Linked DNA regions of Sus scrofa: region 1 is linked to region 2. Evidence: chromatin contacts called from public HiChIP or PLAC-seq data. All regions are on one chromosome and are shown on one strand. Each heading gives the region's core, a stretch centred on a gene start, on an enhancer-like site or on the middle of the called end of the contact. The rest is flanking DNA. Distances are from core to core; before and after follow the strand shown.

The links. HiChIP or PLAC-seq counts read pairs in DNA pulled down with a chosen protein or histone mark.
Region 1: an H3K27ac HiChIP or PLAC-seq map of alveolar macrophages shows a contact between it and region 2. The contact joins the promoter of VTI1B here to the promoter of LOC106508372 in region 2. A contact is called at or near these places in 1 of 5 promoter capture datasets (liver), 2 of 47 Hi-C or Micro-C datasets (embryonic fibroblasts and heart right ventricle) and 2 of 2 datasets of contacts at active chromatin or transcription factors (alveolar macrophages and skeletal muscle).

What each region holds. Positions count from the first base shown.
Region 1 is chr7:91,410,795-91,416,894 of Sscrofa11.1, reverse strand. It overlaps VTI1B (vesicle transport through interaction with t-SNAREs 1B), which reads left to right and starts at 3,415. Exons shown (of 6, transcript NM_214437.1): 1 at 3,415-3,537. The coding sequence starts at 3,423. RDH11 (retinol dehydrogenase 11) reads left to right here. Exons shown (of 8, transcript XM_005656347.1): 8 at 10-1,854. The coding sequence ends at 112.
Region 2 is chr7:91,246,225-91,252,760 of Sscrofa11.1, reverse strand. LOC106508372 (pleckstrin homology domain-containing family H member 1-like) reads right to left here and starts at 5,076. Exons shown (of 17, transcript XM_021099392.1): 1 at 4,799-5,076. LOC110261620 (a long non-coding RNA gene) reads left to right here and starts at 5,244. Exons shown (of 3, transcript XR_002345984.1): 1 at 5,244-5,715.

The DNA.
Region 1 (6,100 bases), core at 2,166-4,665, 170 kb before region 2:
TCCTTGCAGTGACTGCCATGTGGCATGGGTCTCTGCCCAGGCTCGTAACGAGACAGTAGCAAGGCGGCTATGGGATGTCAGCTGTGACCTGCTGGGCATCCCTATGGATTGACGGGTGATGGCAGTTGGACCAAGAGAAGCCTGCAGCACACTACTCAGTACTCCCTGCCAAAATGATTCTCCTTCAGGATGGCCAAAACCTTGAGCACAAAGACTGCAAACCTTCCATCCTTGCCTGCTTGATGTTGGATAAAAGCCCAGTGTACACTGCCAGACTCATCTAAACGCCTTGCATTTGTCTAGATTTATTTTGTTCCTATTACTGCCAGAGTTACCAGAGATAATGTAGGATAGGTGGACCCTCATATGCCTGCCACCATATGACCGCTTGTATTTTCCCTCTGAAACCTACTACCTAGGAGAGCCTAAGCTATGGCAGGGTTGATTTACAGCACTTTAGATTTGTTTCTGTCCTTCTTGTCCACAATGTAGTTCCTCTCGACCAAACAACCTTCAAAGGGGCCACGCTGCAGCCTCAGCTAAGCTCCAGGAGTCACAGTGGCTTGGCTCAAGAGCAAGATTTCTCCCTTATCTCTTAAGAAAACCATCATGGCACCAACATCTGGAGTCTTGAAAGAAACTCTTAACTGAATCTGGGTTGTGGCATGGCTTCATCTCTGACACCGCTTTTAAGACACTTTCCCATGCCTAGACCACAAAAGAGCTTCCTTTTCTAAGAAGGTAGTAGGGTTTAGGGGATGGTAGGAATTTGGGGGAAGGCAGAGATAAAAATCAAATTGAAACTGTCATTCATTTTTCTATTTCTCAAACCAGCAAGAGGGTAGTGGAAGAAGCAGTTTGCAAAGATATGCCACCTGACTTCAATTACTGAAGGAGGCCTCATTTTTGTGCCTTAGTTTCTCTTAGAGAACCAGAAGACAGGAAAGGCTTTTTGATGATTGTCCCTGAGTGTATCTTTGTGTGTGTTCTTTTATATTTATGCAGTTGGGAGCATTCAAAATAGCCACAAAGGAACAGTATTATACTGGATCCTAGTGCAGGTAAATGATCAGAGACCGATCAAATCAGTGTCATTCAGTCTTTGATACAAATGGGTAGAGCTACAAATAGAAGTGAACTTTGTATCTGCTCAGAACTACCAATCAAGAAGCACATGGGTAGCATGGAAGAAATCCAAAAAAGAATCCTAGAAGATACTGCATGCAAAGGCAATGAAGGGACTAGTTAAGGGTTTGTTTTTCAGTCCCGGGCCAGGGATTGAATCCGAACTACAGCTGTGGCAACACTGGATCCTTTAACCCACTGCGCCTGGCTGGGGATAGAACCTGAGCTTCCACAGCAACCTAAACTACTGCAGTCAGGTTCTTAACCCACTGCGCCACAGCACGAACTTCTTCAACAAAATATTTTAAGGACTGGTGTTGGTAATTACAGTCAATTTAAAAAATCTTTTAGGGCATTTCCTTACATTATCTTGATATTAATGTCTACTGTACTTGCTAGAAATCTACATTTGGAGAACTTTTATCAAAAGGAATGCTGCTGAAGGAAGGCTGAGGAATTGGTAATAGTTCATCCCCTGTTTTGAGTACATACTTCTACTAGAGTTTGTGATTTTCTTGGACTAACATATATTCACTTAGGTGGAGAAAAGAGTGTAGGACCACAGTCTTCTCATATTTGTAAATAATCTTTTGTTGAACTTGTTTTGACCATTAAACTAGACATAGTTATTTTACGGAAAAATTGGGAAACTTTTGATAATAGTGTGGAACTGAATTAATATTTAATGTATATTGAACTGTCAATCACAAATAAAAACTTTTGATTATGTATCATGTTTTTATTTACCAGAATGAAAACTGTCAGCATTAAACAAATTTAATTTGAACCAAAAGAAGAAAATAATTAAAGTTTAATTAGAGTCAAAGGAAGAAAACATTTCATTATTATAGTTATGCAGTCATTTCTCATTCTGAGAATAATTTGTCCCAGAGTCTAGTACAGTACAGTCTCAATTCAAATGCCATTAACTCTGGTTATGCGATAATTTGATTAGTCATTCACCCATTTTCTACTAATCTTTCATGAAGAAAAGATCACTTTTTCCATCCCAGGCTATTTGTTACTTCTTTTTGTACCTGTCCCTTTTATTTATAACACAATGCTATGGGACTTACCACAGTACACTGCCACTGATGACCTCAGACTTTGCTATCTATCTCTATGTTCAATATTAGGAGCTCAACAAAAATTTGTTGAATCAATGATCAATGAATTCGGTCTAATAAAAAACTAGGGTCCAGGAGATAAAAATTACCAAATCATTTACCCCTGGTCAGTCATATATTTTTAACATGTGCGGGCAGTTTTAAGTATTCCAGAATGGGCTCCATAGGCAAACTCATCAGTGAAAATAGGAATTTTCCTCCATTAAATCACGAAAACCCACGAAGTGCAGAAAAAGATCTTGTAATTGTTAACACATTACACTTGAGAGAGAGCTGATAAAAGCCAGGTCTGCCTTCATTATAAATTACCCAAGCGCAGAGAGAAACTTATTCACCAACACTTTCCCAGATCCCACCACAGTGACTACCCTTAAATTGACAAACACCGGCTAAGTGAACGAGTGCACCGCAGCTGCGGCGGCTAGAGGGTGAGTATTTTAGGGGCCACCCTGCCCGAGGGCCACTCCTGAAAGCATATGACTGATCACTTGACTCCCAGTCAAAGTGCTTTACTGCTTGAGAGCAGGCAGGAACCTGACCCAGCTATTTTCCGAAAACTGAAAGCTAACAGTCATAATGTGGACTGAATCAGAGTGGCCAAACATTACCACCAGAGTGAAGACGACGACCACGCGCTACCGATATGTTAGCGTCACGTCCGCGGCCGCGGCGACCACAGGGCCACCGCCCCCAACGATGCGTGACTTCCGAGTAGGGGCGTTTTCCGCGCCGAACTACAGCCCCCAGCATGCACTACAGCCCCTCGACGGAAGGCGGATCCCGAGAGGGAGGGGGCCGTGCCGCCCGGCCTGCGGGTCCCCAAAGTCCCTTCCGCTGTGGCGCTCTCCCCGACGCCGAGCTGGGTATTTCCCGGGTTCCGAGACTGCCGGCTAGCGTCAGATCGCTGCCACCCCCGCAGGAGTCGCCCGGGCAGCGCACGCTGCCAAACTTTCCGTCAGGCTTTGGCGCCTGGCGCGCCGTCAGTGACGCCATGCAGGGGGTGGGCGTTCCGGTTCGGCAGGACCCCGCCGCGGCGCCGGAAGCGCCTCGTCCTGGGAGGTGGTGGCGGCGGTCGCCGTGATGCCTGCGGGGCTGGGCGGCTGACGGTGGCGTAGAAGTGGGCCCCGAGCCCTGAGTCTCGGCGGCCGCTGTTGTAGAGCGGCCTCCGCCATGGCCACCTCCGCCGCCTCCTCGGAGCATTTCGAGAAACTGCACGAGATCTTCCGCGGCCTCCATGAAGACCTACGAGGGGTGCCGGAGCGGCTCCTGGGGATAGCAGGGACAGGTAAGGCGGGGGCGGGCTGAGCCTAGGGGAACCCGGCTCCGCCAGCTCTGCGAGGAAGGGCCCCCACCCTCTTCTCTCGCTTCTCATTCTCAGACACGCCCCCTAAGGTTGGCTGGGTCCAGGCACCCGGGAGCTCCCTACTGCCAGGTGTTCCCTTTTGATCCTATAGCGTTCAGATTTTTCTCGTTTCGTCTTCAGCGTGGCAAGAAGAGTACAGACCTTAAATCTGAGATGCTGTGTTTCAGTAGAATGGGTTTCTTTTGTAGCTTTCTGTATTTTTGTTTTATATATCCAAAACTATTTTCAAAAGAGACCCAGACTGGCAGAAGAGCCGTAGCACAAAAAAAGTTCAGAACCCAAAGGAGTCATAACTCTGGGGGTTGGTAAGTAACCAGTCTTGGAGGGGGGGTTCTTTAAAATCAGGATTGTGATCATTAGGTATGGTCGTCCTCTGAACTCCGCCTAGACTGTTTCTTGCTCCTTGATTTTAAAGTTCGGATTGCTGCAGGTTTTGCTTGGAGGAAATAAAGAGTTCGAATTCACATAGGGAAGTTTGCCATAGTTTTTTGTCCTAAGACAAATAGCTCTCCATGGCAAAGCAGGTAAGATTTTTGTTGTTTTTACTTAAGTGTCAAAGCTTGAGTGTTTGCTCTGTGAGTTCCTCAAGGTCATATGAATTGACACACTGGTGAGAATTATATCTTTGTTTAACATATTTATTGGAGGAGTCTGCTGTGTGCTAGGCACTGTCCTAGATGCTGGTAATATTACAAACTACAGTGAAAACGCTTAAAGTCTCTTCTATAGGTTGATGATAATATAAATATCAAGAGGTGGTGCGGAGTTCCCGTCATGGCTCAGTGGTTAACGAATCCAACTAGGAACCATGGGGTTGCGGGTTCGATCCTTGACCTTGCTCAGTGGGTTGATCTGGCGTTGCTGTAAGGTGTGGTGTAGGTCGCAGACTCGGCTGGGATCCCGCATTGCTGTGGCTCTGGCGTAGGTGAGTGGCTACAGCTCCGATTCAACCCCTAGCCTGGGAACCTCCATATGCTGTGCGAGCAGCCCAAGAAATGGCAAAAAGACAAAAAAAAGAGGTGGTGTTAAAGCAATGTGAGAAAATAAAACAGGGCAAAGAAATAGGGAGGGGGCTCTAGCTTTAACTTGAGTAGCTGTGAAAGGCCTCTTTGAGGAGGTGATTTGAAGTTAAGTTGAGCAGAGATTTGAAGTAAGGGGGTGAACCATTCAAATCTGGGGAAAGTGAGAGTCAGGAAGACAGAACGGTACTGCAGAGATCCTTGAGCAGAAATGAGCTTGGTATATTCTAGGAAGAACAAGAAGGTCAGTGTTTGGGGTGGAAGGAGGAGATTGTGATAATAGATGAAGCTTTAAAGAGGTAGGCAGGGCCAGATCACCTGGGGCCTTGTGGAAAAGATTCCCATCTTTTTCTAAATGCAGTGGCTGGCAATTGAAAGTTTGTTTTTTTTTGTTTGTTTGATTTTCCTCCTGTCTTTTGAGGGCTGCATTCGTGGCATATGAAACTTCCCAGGCTAGGGGTTGAATTGGAGCTGCAGCTGCCAGCCTACGCCACAGCCACACCAATGCCAGATCCTAACCACATCTGCGACCTACATCACAGTTCACAGCAACACCGGATCCTTAACCCACTGAGCCGAGGCCAGGGATCAAACTTGTGTCCTCTTGGATCCTAGTCAGTTTGCTACCACCAAGCCATTCCGGGAGCTCCCTAAAGGGTTTTTAACAGAAGAGCAATGGAATCTGATGTACGTGGTTGAAGAATAGACCATTTTGGAGTTCCTATTGTGATTCAGCGGGTTACCAGACTAGGATCCATGAGACTCAGGTTTGATACCTGGCCTTACTCAGTGGGTTAAGGATCAGGTGTTGAAACAAGCTGCAGCATAGCTCACAGATGTGGCTGTGGCCTAGGCTTCTAGCTGGTAGCTGCAGCTCCGATTCAACCCCTAGCTCCAAGAACTTGGGTGATTAAGCACTGAATAATGTATATAGCACATCCATTGCATTTAGCTTATGCTCTGTAATTGAATTCAGTCATTTTTCAATAATCATTTAAAAATAAACATTTATTGAGATTTATGTATCAATCAGTGTCGGGCCCCTGAGGGGTTCCAGGAGTTCTTGCCTTAAACGGGAGCGAATTTACAGCCAAGTATTTGATGAGCCCTGAGATAGCTTTTTTGTCATGGTCTCAAAACTAACATTGGCGTGGACGACCGAGAAGGGAGCTTCACAGAAAGGAGAACTTTGAACTGAGTGTATAAAATGTTGAACAGGAGTTTACCAGACAGGGGAAATGGGAAGAGACAACAAAGGAAGAAAAAAAATCAAATATTTGCAACTGTGCTATGAGCTTAAGATATGTGTGGGAGAGTAGCAGTAGATGAGGAAAGTAAGACTGTTAAGGAACCTAAGTGTCACATTAAGATGCCTAGACTTAGTTCCCGTCCTGGCGCAGCAGAAACAAATCCAACTAGGAACCATGAGGTTGTGGGTTCGATCCCTGGCCTCGCTCAGTGGGTTA
Region 2 (6,536 bases), core at 3,827-6,326:
GAAAATGTCACTGGTCTCTGCCTCACCGGGACACCTGAGATTATACCTACTCTGTAGGGAGCACTTCCCCAGCATATTCATGACATCATGGATTTGAACCCATCAAGTGCTCTGCTTAATCCTCTCCCTGCTTGGGGATGCTGGCAAGGGAGCTGGCACCCTTGTTAAGCTTGTCCTGGCACGCTAGGAGAGCTAAGAGCTTTCTAAATGGATCTGGAAAAAGGTGCCTGATGCCAAGCCAAGGCCCAGAGGCTCTTCCGATAGAAGCAGGTGGTCAGGGCTGCAGCTATACAAACATGGGATATTGAGGGAAAATACCTGTACGTTGAAGCTCTGCTGCTGAGCCACCTTGCACGAGTACCTCCCACAAAGATGGGCAAGGATGAGCAGAACTTGCAGAATGGTTTGTAACTTTTTTGGGGGGGGAGGGCATGGCACCCACAGCATGCAGAAGTGCCCAGGCCAGTGATCAAGCTCACACCACAGCAGTGACCTGAGCCGCTGCAGGGACAATGCCAGATCCTTAATCCACTATGTCACAAGGGAAATCCCGGTTCATAACTTTCCAAAGCGTTACCTTGACAGGCATTATTTCACTCATTTCCCTCGCATTATCCCTGAGACGGAGGACAGGTGATATAATTCACACTGAATCGATGAGAAAATTCCTCACATCTGTGACGTGCTAAGAGAGACAGCGCTAAGCAGTATCAGAGCTGGGCCAAGCATCCTGATCTCCCAACATCTAAAACTGCCCTCTTTCCAGGAAGATGCTTCAGGAGTGGGGACTGAGTCTCAGGCTACCAGGCAGGCCTAACACAGATACGGCATTAATGTGTTCCCTGGGGAAATGATATAAGAGAGGTGATCTGGGGACAAACCCCAGCTCAATTGTTTGTGTTATATTCTGGAAAGCTTCAGACACGAAAGTAGGGAGAAGAGTACAATAAATCCCCAAGTGCCCTCCAGCCAGCTACAATGATTACCAACTCATAGCCACTCTTGTCAAAGCCTGTTATTTGAGTCCCACTAGTGCCCACCCTGCTAAACTGCTTGGCAGAAAAGTCAAATGGTTGCTGGGGCCTTGGCACCTGCTCTGGAACTCCCTAAGCAACCCCCCTCCCCCAGCACCCTGGGCTGCCAAGGCCAGAGGCAGTAGAGATATGCCTCAGAGGCAGGGGCCACCGATAGGAGGGTAATGAACAGAGGGCACAGGGCATCATTAGGTGAATTCAGACTCCAGCCAGCATCAGAGAAAACACAAACTTGGCCTGGGATAGCTCTGGTAAGTTTTGGGATTTGACCAGAAATCGACAAAACGCTGAGATTACATTTAATTTAACCAACTTTTGGTAACAGATGCCCATGTGCGAGGTTGGGGACCTAACAATGAAGAAAGAGCCTATGGCTTGTGAGGCTCAGGTCTACAGTCTGAATATCCCGGCACTTGCCTGCAAAGGGGGCCAATCAATCCAAGTACCTAAAAGAAAGAGGGCAGAGGTCTCCACAGGAAGCATCAGAAGCTAACGGAGGCTGTTCTGGAGACAGTTTCCACTAGGCTCTCCCATGTCAGCCGGCAATGGCTTACTCCCTGAGTGCAGGCACCTGCTGTGAGCTCCATTTGCCCGTGGCGTGCACCACCACCACCTTCTAACCATGCTTTGCCAGACTAGGCTGCCAACCCGCCTCCAGTGAGGCAAGGAAGAGCTATGTGCCCCTTTTCAGGGAATGGAGCTGGCAGAGGGTGAGCAGTCACAGGGGCACAGCCCCCACTGATCTCACACTGTCATCTGCTCAAGCCAACAACAGGTGTCTTACCTCCTTTGGGTGCTGAGTGAGACACCACAATGTTGGGAGAGACATGAAAAGGTGAGCCTGTGCCAGCCTTCCGGGATCTATATACCAGAAGGGCTAGGAGAGCCAGGAATAGCATCCCCTTGAGACAAAACCACTAAAGAGCAACAGCAGAACGGAGTGCTTAAGATTCTGAGTTTGGGCGCCAAACAGGCCTGGGTTTGAATCCTGGCTCAAGCACGACTTAACCCTGTGACCTTCAACCATCTGCTTAACTCCTCTCAGCCTATCTGAAATTAAGGGCAATGATATTTGAAAAGGAGAACAAAAAGATTAAGCTGAACCCCATGAAACTGTCAACATTTAACCATTTCTTTGACCTTCAAAACTGGCAGTTTCATTGCTCACAGTATGTCGGTTTTTTTTTCTGAGAATTAAAGGAGGTATTACAAAAGCCTGGCATACAGTAAGTGCTCAATAAGTGACGGCTACTATCAACAAACCAAAGGCAAACCCAGAGCACATACTAAGAGAGGCAGCCCACAGATGTGCTCACCACCACATGGGAGAGGAGGTCAGGGAATTTTTAAAAATGATTTTATCGCTTTATTTTTGAATACTGAACAAAATTCAATATGGTGCAAAGTGAGGCATCTTCCCACCCCCGTACTCCAGCCATAGTTTCCCCAGAGGCAACCACTCTTCCGGGGATTTGTGTCTTTCAAAATATTCCACGTTATATATAAGCATTCACACACACATTGCACACACACACACACACACAAATGGCAGCACACCATACACATTGTACTTAATGCAACTCAGAGAGCCTCCTATATGGAGATAGATCTCTGCCCCATTTTCCCCTCACGCTTTTTAACAGCTTTATTGTATTCTACTGTATGGCTTTCACCTGATTTCACTTGAGTCCCTACTTGACAGACATTTGGGTTGTTTTAAACCTTTTGCTAAAATCAACAATGCTGCAATGAATATTCAACGACCAGATATCACTTCATACATATCAGAGTTTATCTGAAGGATAGTCTCAGAAATGAATTGTAGGGCTAAGTGATGTGTATATATATATATATATATATATTTTTTTTTTTTTGTCTTTTTGCTATTTCTTGGGCCGCTCCTGCGGCATGTGGAGGTTTCCCAGGCTAGGGGTCGAATCGGAGCCATAGCCACCGGCCTACGCCAGAGCCACAGCAACACAGGATCCGAGCCGCGTCTGCAACCTACACCACAGCTCACGGCAACGCCGGATCGTTAACTCACTGAGCAAGGGCAGGGACCGAACCCGCAACCTCATGGTTCCTAGTCGGATTCGTTAACCACTGCGCCATGACGGGAACTCCAGTGATGCATATTTTTAAATGGCCAAGTCCAAATTGCTGTCCATTCAGGCTTTTGTCCCTCCCCACCTCATCGGCCGCATGCACAAATTCCCGGGTCAGGAATCGAACTCCACCACAGCAGTGACCAAAGCCACAGCAATGACAACGCTGGATCTTAACCCACTGAGCCACCCAGGAACTCCCTCCTGAGGTTATTCTAATTCATCCTCCAGCTAGCAACAAGTTCCACCTGTTTCCCCACAGAAGCGATCCGTTTTGAGTTTTTGACAGGAGGGAGACAGTTCAGTTGGGTTGGCCAGGACAGGCAAGATGGTGGCTCAGCGGCCAGCCTGCTGTAAGTCACCCAGATCAAGAGGGAGGCAGTGCCTCAGCATCAGTTATGTAGGAAGCACTCTTCAACCCCCAGGGAGCAGAGGTGTACACACAGATACACAGAGAGGAGAAGAGAACGGTCAAGAACACTCTTCTGGAAGCAGAGTGGGAGGAATAATACCTCTTGCTGTGGCTGGTGACTTCTAGAGGGGGCAGAAAGGGAGCCACATTTTCTCAGCTCCCCTATTAGTTTCAACGAGTCTGGGACCACAGGGTGTATGTACCCCACTGTACCTCAGCTTTGGTGGCTGATCAGAGAGGGAGGGTGGTGGACAGTGGAGCAAACTCCACAGTTGGCATTAAGGAGGCTTCCATCTGTGCCTTGCCTCTTCCCCTTTTCAGCTGTATGACCTTGGGCGAATCACAATTTTTCGGAGTCCCAGTTTCCTCCTTTACAAAATGGGGATAACAACCTGCATAAACACTGGAAGGGATGTTCTATAAAGTGTTAAAGTGATGTAACCGTATACACAGTGTCTTTGGCACAGAAGACAGTCCACAAAGTTTAAGGAAGGAACAAATGACTTTTCCATTGAAATTGTTATGAAAATGATCTTTCAAGCAGAAGTTTTAGCACGAACTACGGCTCTGTCCAGAAGTTTTGTGCGGTGTATTCGCAGCAAAAACTTATGGAGGAGACGTCCCCGGGCAGGAACAAATCCAACAGAAAGTGAACTTACTCCCACAGGAGGGGCTTCATTGCCTCTGTCCCCTCCATTAAGGTCCCCTGAGCCCCGAAGACAGGTTCCTCTCGAAGGCTTCTAAGACCCAAAGTTCCTGGTGTCACAGGGAGACCACCTAGTCTTCTTTTCTGTTGGACTGACCCTCCTCTAGGAGTCAAGCCTAATCCAAAAAGGACCCGTAAGAGAACACCCCCCCGCCCCCCCCAGAAATCGCACAGAGATAACCCGAGATGAGACGGGGAGGGAAGCGGGAGGAGTGAGAGCGAGCGAGAGCTCAGGCAACGCGGCGGAAAGCCTGCAAGTTCGCTCTGAGTAACTGGATCGAACCGGTCCCAAACTGAGGATCCTCCCCAGGAAGGCTACTCGCCTCGCGGTGCGGGTCCCCGGAGCCTGACCTGCCGCTCCCGGCGCTCCAGGCTGCTGGGAGCTCGTTTCCAGGTACGAAAGCACCTGTTCCGGAATTGCCCTCTGGCCAGAGGGAACCGATCCTCTCCGCCCAACTAAACAACTCTCCTCGGCCAAAGCACCCCGACCCGGGTCCCCGCCAACCCCATCTCAGCCAGCTGGGCGCCGGGGGCCGCTCACCTCCAGCCTGCTCGCCGGCTTCCCCGCCGCGTATCCGGCACACGGGCGCCCGGAGCGCGCGTCCGCCCCTGACCTTGCGTCGATCTCGCTCGAGTCCGCAGCGGCCGCCGGGTCTCCGCTCCCCTGCAGCAGGGGTCGTGGTGGGCGGGGCGGACCGGGCAGGGCCAAGAGAGGTGCCCGCGGGCAGGCAGTACAAAGCTGTGCGGACCTCGCAGCGCCCCATTCAGCGCTCTGCCGCGCCCCCTCCCCGCCCGCTCCCCGCCCGCTCCTTAAAGGCAGAGCGCCCGGCTCCGCTCCTGGGGCGGCTCGCCGAGAGGCACAGGAAATGACCTCAGCAGGCTCCAGCCTCCCACCTCTCGGCACCGCTCGGCCCGTCCCTGGGGCGGTGGGGAGGGCGGCGGGGTCCGGTGGGCGGGGGGTGGGGGTTTCTCCGGGACTTCGGTCTCCAGCTCTCTGCCGAGGCAGAATCGGCTGCCTCCGGGGGCGGCCGGGGCGCCCCGGCATCTGCTCATCTTCCAGGCAGCCTGGGACCCTCGCGGGATGGGGCTCAAGACCAGACCCTTCCCCCCAAAAGAGATTCCAGCCACTTGTCGGGCGACTGGCAGGAACCGTCACTCCCGGATATGTGGAGAAGTCCTTACTTCAAAGAGTCTGTCCCACTGGCAGACCAAAGTTCTGATTTGTAATTTGCAATTTGAAAAAAACCTCACCAGAGCCTAGAGGGTAACCTGCTTGCGTATGTATATATGTATGCATGTATGCATTCATGCATTATTTATTTTAAAGGAGCCGGCTGGGGAGCCAGAAAGGCCAACAGGACACTGCCTTCAGGCAGTTGGCAGTGCACCCTTGCTGTGTCTCAGCTCTCCAGGATAATCCTACACCCAGAGGGATTGGTGCTTTCCATTTTTGGTTAGGTGGGTATGGGGTAAAGAAGATGAATATGAACAATATTGCGGGGGAGGATTCACGTTTCAAAACAGCTGTCTTCCCCAATCCTTCGGTCTCCCAGTCAGGCCTGAACAGAGGCAGACATCAGCAGGGTCTGTTTCTCCAAAGGGCCTTTAGAAGTTTCACTCCAGGCGGTGGTAAGGAGCCCCTGGCTGCACCACAGGTTGGAATCTGAGTCTCTGGAGGTGAGGCTGGGAAGTTACCCAGCTAATAAGCTCCCCAGGTAATTCTCAAGCACCATTTTAAGAGCCCAGACTCTGTGGAAAGCTGACCCTAGTAGTTCGGGAGGCCAAGGATGAAAGTTCAACTGGGGTCAGTGGGACTTCAGGGGCTGAACTTGCAAATGGATTCATAGCTTCTGAGGATTGGAATAGATTACCCCCAGACTCTGGGACACTGGCCACTGCTATCCCTTTCAATACCTGAAGTGTTGCAAAAGCAAGTCCTGTGAAGTTCCTAAGGAGATTTTGTTATTTCATTCATTTATGCGTGCATGCATTCACCCATTTTAAATAGGTAATCATGCACATGGTGTATATTTCAAATAATACAGAAGGGCTAAAAATGAATGGTCAGTCTTCCGCCTGCCCTGTCCCTTGTCCCTCAGATCACTCCTCCTCAAGAGCAACTACTGTTGTAGGTTTTTGTGTGTATTCCTTTAAGATATTTTATGCATATGTAAGTATTCATGTATTTATGAATACATATGTATACATGTGTATTTTTTTCCCTTGACTTTTTTCCCTTTTGACTTCCTCTTTTTCTCTTGACTTTATCATTTGTTGAC